Linked DNA regions of Bos taurus: region 1 is linked to region 2. Evidence: chromatin contacts called from public Hi-C data. All regions are on one chromosome and are shown on one strand. The core of a region is the stretch at or near the end of the contact, and the rest is flanking DNA. Distances in the headings are between cores, read along the strand shown. Region 1 overlaps ACOT7 (acyl-CoA thioesterase 7). Region 2 holds the start of ESPN (espin).

Region 1 (2,700 bases), core at 141-2,640, 81 kb before region 2:
AATGATCATATAACATCAATGTATCTTGCTCAAGGACTTGTTTCTTCTTAACAGGAACCCATTCCTTCTGGCTAACCTTGTTAAGATGTATGTTGTGTGAGTGGGTCTTGTAAGACCTTAACAACCTTGAGGCATTCTTCGGATCTATTGCTAGTAACCAATTGATAAAGTATATAAGGTCTTGCTAAGACTAGTAGGGGGGCACTCTTCTGCCTCCTTCTGGTGTCTGTGTCAGAAGATTTCTCTATCCCTTGTTACTTTAATAATAATACTTTTGCTGCATGAAGCTCTTGAGTGACTGAAGCCGCGTCTATGATCCCAAAGCGAAATTTTCTCCTTCAGAGATCACGAATCTGACACCATTCACCATAAGCTACCACTAGAAAAGGCAAAACTATGAGACAATTTTTAAAAGTCCATGTTTGGACTTGCCTGGTAGTCCAGTGGTTAAATTCATGTGCCAATGCAGGGGTGTGTGCTTAGTCACTCAGTCGTGTCCAGCTCTTTGTGACCCCATGGGCTGTAGCCCACCAGGCTTCTCTGTCCATGAGGATTCTCCAGGCAAGAATGCCCACCTCCAGGGGATCTTCCCAACACAGGGATTGAACCCAGGTCTCCCACATTGCAGGTAGATTCTTTAACATCTGAGCCACAGGGGAAGCCCAAGAATACTGGAGTGTGTAGCCATTCCCTTCTCCCTGGGATCTTCCCGACCCGGGAATCAAACTGCGGTGTCCTGCATTGCAGGCAGATTCTTTATGGGTTCATAAAGAATGTGGGTTCATCGGCTGCGACAGATGCACCTCTCTGTTGGGGCTGCTGATAAAGGCCGAGGCTGTGCATGTAGGGCAGAGGGCATGCGGGGAGCCTTTGCACTTTCTTCTCCGTTTTGCTGTGAAACTAAAGCTGCTCTGAGGACTTCCCTGGCGTCCAGGGGTTCGGACTGCTTTCACTGTGGGGAACTAGGCTCCAGCAAAAACAAAAACTGCTCAAAAAGTAACCTCTATTAAAAAATGTTATAGAAAATATTTTTAATGTTTTGAGTTTTAAAAATTCCTGCTTATACTACTAAGCTCTTTTTTTTAAGTTTAAGAGGTAGCCAATTCAAATAACAAAACAACCTCTATCAAACAACATTACAATATCAAACTCTTTCCTTTGAATTTGTTTTCAACTTAGTAAAGACCAGATGGTCCACCTCTACTCACAGGCCTAAGGGCCAGGCAGGGGTCCAGACAGGGGAGGACTGAAACGATTCTACACCACACAGCCTTCCCCAGGAGCACCAGAGATCGCCTCTGGGGAGCCTGACGTATTTCTGCCTGTTTGTAAAGTGGGGCTGTGTATGCCGGGCTGGCTCAGAGCCAGGAAGAGCAAACAGAGGGCCCCAAGGCCAAGGAGGAAGTGCTCACATCCGGGAGGGCCTGAGGAGGGAGAGGCCGGGGAGGACACACCTCTGAGACACGAGGACACGGGACAGAGCCTGGAGCCACCCTGCGACACTGAGGGTCCGGACAGACCCCACAGCACCAACATCCCACTAACTCCGGAGGGGACCCTGGGTACTGAGCTCCAGGCCCACCCCCACCCCCTCGTCCTGGTCACCCCAGGTCCTGCCCAAGGACTGTCCTAGCGTCCCCAGGCCAGCTGACACCCACATGGTGCAGACGCAAACCTTCCCCAGGGACCTGATCCTGCCTCTGCTCTGCAGTTCTGCAAACAAGAAGGGCCATAGCCCAGGTCCGGCAGCCCCTCCCTGGGGCCCCAAATCAGATGCCTCCCCCAGGGCATCACCGTGATTCCATCCCAGCCTCCACCCCAAAGCCAGGGCTATGGTCCTGCACCTGGCCGCCCTCCCTTTGTCCCCTCCTTCCTCCAAAGAGCTCTGGAGCTGCTCGGCAGGGTCTTCCTCAACTCACTTCCCCCTGAACTCCCGCCATGCGTGTCACCTCCAGACAGGCAGGAGTGTGAGCGACCAGGGCAGCCAGGGGAACGTGCAGCCTCTCGGTGGAGCTCCTGCTTTCCCATTTTTAGCAAAGAGACAGATATGGAAAGTGTTTCGCTTTCCTCTTTTCTATCAGAAAAGAAGCAAAGACAGCCCAGTGGAGCACACACGATGCCACACGGCACTGCCCACTGGTCTCTGGTCAGGGAGGTGAAGGGGTGGTATTGGGTGGTATTGGCCCTCACAGCTGGCCAGCTGCATCCGTGCAGGGGTTTGAGTTGAGGATACCAAAGAACTGAGTTTTCTAGAGAAGCCGGCAATCCAGAGTTTAATGTGAAATCTCTTGGAATTTGACTGGCAGCACCTGACTGTTGAAATGGCCTCCACGCAGGCCAGCTCTGTGAGGGCAGAGCAGGTGGTGGGCCTGACCCCATCCTGGGGGGACTCTGTGTGCCCCATTCTCTTTCCCACCTCTCTCTGCCCCTCTGCCCATGCCAACCTGCAACTCTCTCAGTCCTTGAACCCCAGAAGCTCCAGGGAAAAGTGGACAGTTGGGCCAGGGAGCCCTTCCTGTGACCCCCATCCCCAACGTCTTCTCAGCTGGCCAGTGGCAGGGACACTGCCTCCTGTGACCAGGCCTACGCACCCCAAGATCCTCTCCACCATCTTCCTCTCTCCCTGCCCTCCCAGCAGTGGCATCTGGAATGTCACCACCCTGTTTCTCACCACCCCTCCCCCTCCATTCCAGCCACTCC
Region 2 (2,700 bases), core at 160-2,659:
TGAGAAGAACTGACTCACTGGAAAAGACCCTGATGCTGGGAAAGATTGAAGGCAGTAGGAGAAAGGGACGACAGAGGATGAGATGGTTGGATGGCATCATCAACTCAATGGACATGAGCTTGAGCAAGCTTTGGGGGTTGGTGATAGACAGGGAAGCCTGGCGTGGTGCAGTCCATGGGGTCACAAAGAGTTGGACACAATTGAGCAACTAAAACACACACATACACACACACTTCACTCTAGGCATTTCCAGCACCATCCTGTGCCTGTCCCACTAGCCATTGGGTAAAGCAGCCCCTGGCAGAGCACTCGCAGGGCTCCAGTGGGGAGGTGGTGAGGAAGGGCCACTCCCATCAGGAGGAAGGACACCGGATGTTTCAAGGTCACCGGGTGTGCTGATCGAGTTCTTACAGCTACACAGCCCGTCTTCCAGCAGTTCTTTCTCCTGTCCAGCCCACGGGGCCTCCCTCCAGCTCCCACGAAGGGCTTCTGGCCAGGCAGGCAGGCAGATTGGTGCAAGTGTGCTCTTCTGGCCCACTGCCCTCCCAGGGCCATCCTGCACCCTTGCGGAGGGGTCCCAGGCCTGCTCCCCAGATGACTGCTCTGGAGTGCCTCCCCTGTGCCCGCCCCCTCCCGCTCCCCAGCCCTTGCAGCCTGCTTCTCTGTCTCTATTTATTTGGCAGCCTCAGGGCCCCAAGCTCACAGTTGACTCCCCCACCCCGGAGGGTACCTCTGGGCGCTCTCTGAGCCCAGGGTCTCTAGGACCAGAAACCAGAGTACACCAGGCCTTCCTGTCTTTTTCCCCTTCTTTCTCACCCTTCCTCGGGAAATCTGAAATCTGAGGACAGTTATTGGGGTCTGGGGGACCCAGAAAGGCTGAGGGCCCAGCACCCGTCCCACCCTCCAAGGCATAGACCCAGAACCCTTAAGGACTTGTTAGGCCGGTTCCTGGTGCGTGGCCCTTGCTCCCCAAGTCTCTCAGGCCTGGGGCTTTCCTCTGTGCGCCTTCGAATAAAGCCCAGCCCACCGCCCCTTCCCAGAAGGCCCTTCCCCGGCTGCCCACGTAGCCTCCACAACTCACTCCCTAGCTCCCCGTTTTCCTGTTCTGATCACACGGTCACTGTTTGCTGGCTTGTGTCCCCAGCGCCTCCAACTGGCACGGGATTGATGAATGAGTTCGTCTGGACGCTCTGGACGGCTCTCGAATTCGAACCCAGTCTGATCACCCTCTGGGGTCTCCGTTCTGACCGGAGTATAATAAATTAGGAGAGAAGTCCCTGGGCGCACCGCCCCTGTGGCTGCAGTCGAGCGCTCGGAGCGGAGGCGGAGTCGAGGGCGGGGCGGGGGCGGGGCGGGGGAGGGGGCAGGCTCGAGCCTTAAGCCGGGCGCCGCGGGTGCCCCCTGCCCCAGAGCGCGGCGGAGGCCGAGCTGAGCCGGCTGGGCAACGCGGGACAGAGGCCGGGCCGGCAGCCGCTCCGCCTCCCGACTCGCAGGCCCCGACGGCCCGGCCGCCGGCTCTCCCTGTGCCCGAGGAAGGGCTTATGGCGCCTCGGGGGACGCGCTGAGCCCGGGTCGCGGCGCCGCAGGCGGCACCATGGCCCTGGAGCAGGCGATGCAGGCGGCGCGCCAGGGCGACCTGGACGTGCTGCGGTCCCTGCACGCCGCCCGCCTGCTGGGGCCCTCGCTGCGCGACCCGCTGGACGCGCTGCCAGTGCACCACGCTGCCCGCGCCGGCAAGTTGCACTGTCTGCGCTTCCTGGTGGAGGAGGCCGGTCTGCCCGCTGCGGCCCGCGCGCGCAACGGCGCCACGCCGGCCCACGACGCCGCCGCCACCGGCCACCTCGCCTGCCTGCAGTTGCTGCTCTCACAGGGAGGCTGCGGAGTGCATGTGAGTTTGCGCCGCTCACTGGACCCCCGAGGGGGCTTCCTCCCCAGGAAGGAGTTCTGGCCTGGAGCCCTCGTGGCTCAAGGGTGGATGGTTTGGGGCACCGCGGAGCCAAGCCTGATTTGGAGTTCCTCCAAAGGACTCGGGACAGGGTGGGCTCCTGGGTTGAGAGTACCCGAGCAGATGCTCTGGCAAGCCCTCGTCACCACCTAGATTACCAGGTGAGAAACCGGAATGGAGTTGGGCTCGACCAGGATAGCATTTAAGGTGAGGGTGTGGGAAACTCACTGATCCAGGGAGAGAGTGGGCGGGGGGAACGGAGGGCCTGGAGTCAGAAGCCCATGTCCTTCAGGATCAGGTCTGGGAAGGGTGGTGCACAAAATCTTGCAGCCCACCCCAGGCTGAGTTGCATGTGTCCCTAAGGAGGGGGGGAGTTGGTAAATGGGGTCCTTCCCAGGATTTGAGCTGATCCCAGGACATCAGCACCTTCCCACCTCCGAGCTTCTTCAGCTTAGCCTGAGTCTTCCTGCCTGAGACCCCACCTGGTCTCACTCAGCGGCCACCGGGCTGGTATCAGCCAGTCTGGCCTCTCCTGAGTGGGATGAAAAGAGGCAGCTCAGGTCTGGTGCGTAGCTTTCCTGCTCAGTCCTGCCAGAAACAGAGCATCCAGCAGGGTCTAGACCTGGGGTCCAGGTGTGCTCCCGATCCCCTGGAACTGTCAGTCCATCAGGACACTGAACAGCAAACACACAGGCTAGAGAGTAAGCCAGGTACCACCAGGTACTGCTAGGCCATATGGGGGGAGCATCAGGCAG

What was found. A called contact is a pair of places that touch in the nucleus more often than the background predicts.
Region 1: a Hi-C map of an unstated tissue shows a contact between it and region 2, with 2.9 times the contacts expected there. The contact joins the enhancer-like site here to the promoter of ESPN in region 2. A contact is called at or near these places in 5 of 11 Hi-C or Micro-C datasets (blastocyst, liver, skeletal muscle and 2 more).

Annotation. Positions count from the first base shown.
Region 1 is chr16:47,023,936-47,026,635 of ARS-UCD2.0, reverse strand. The region is part of intron 1 of ACOT7 (acyl-CoA thioesterase 7); the gene reads right to left. Among named protein-coding and RNA genes, the nearest start is that of TRNAE-UUC, 37 kb to the right of the region's middle. Within about 2 kb of position 1,390, at least 52 of the 102 cell types and tissues checked have an H3K27ac peak or open chromatin away from gene starts, as enhancers often do. A contact at or near this core is called in liver, where this site is marked.
Region 2 is chr16:46,942,491-46,945,190 of ARS-UCD2.0, reverse strand. It overlaps ESPN (espin), which reads left to right and starts at 1,409. Exons shown (of 14, transcript XM_024976766.2): 1 at 1,409-1,888. The coding sequence starts at 1,595.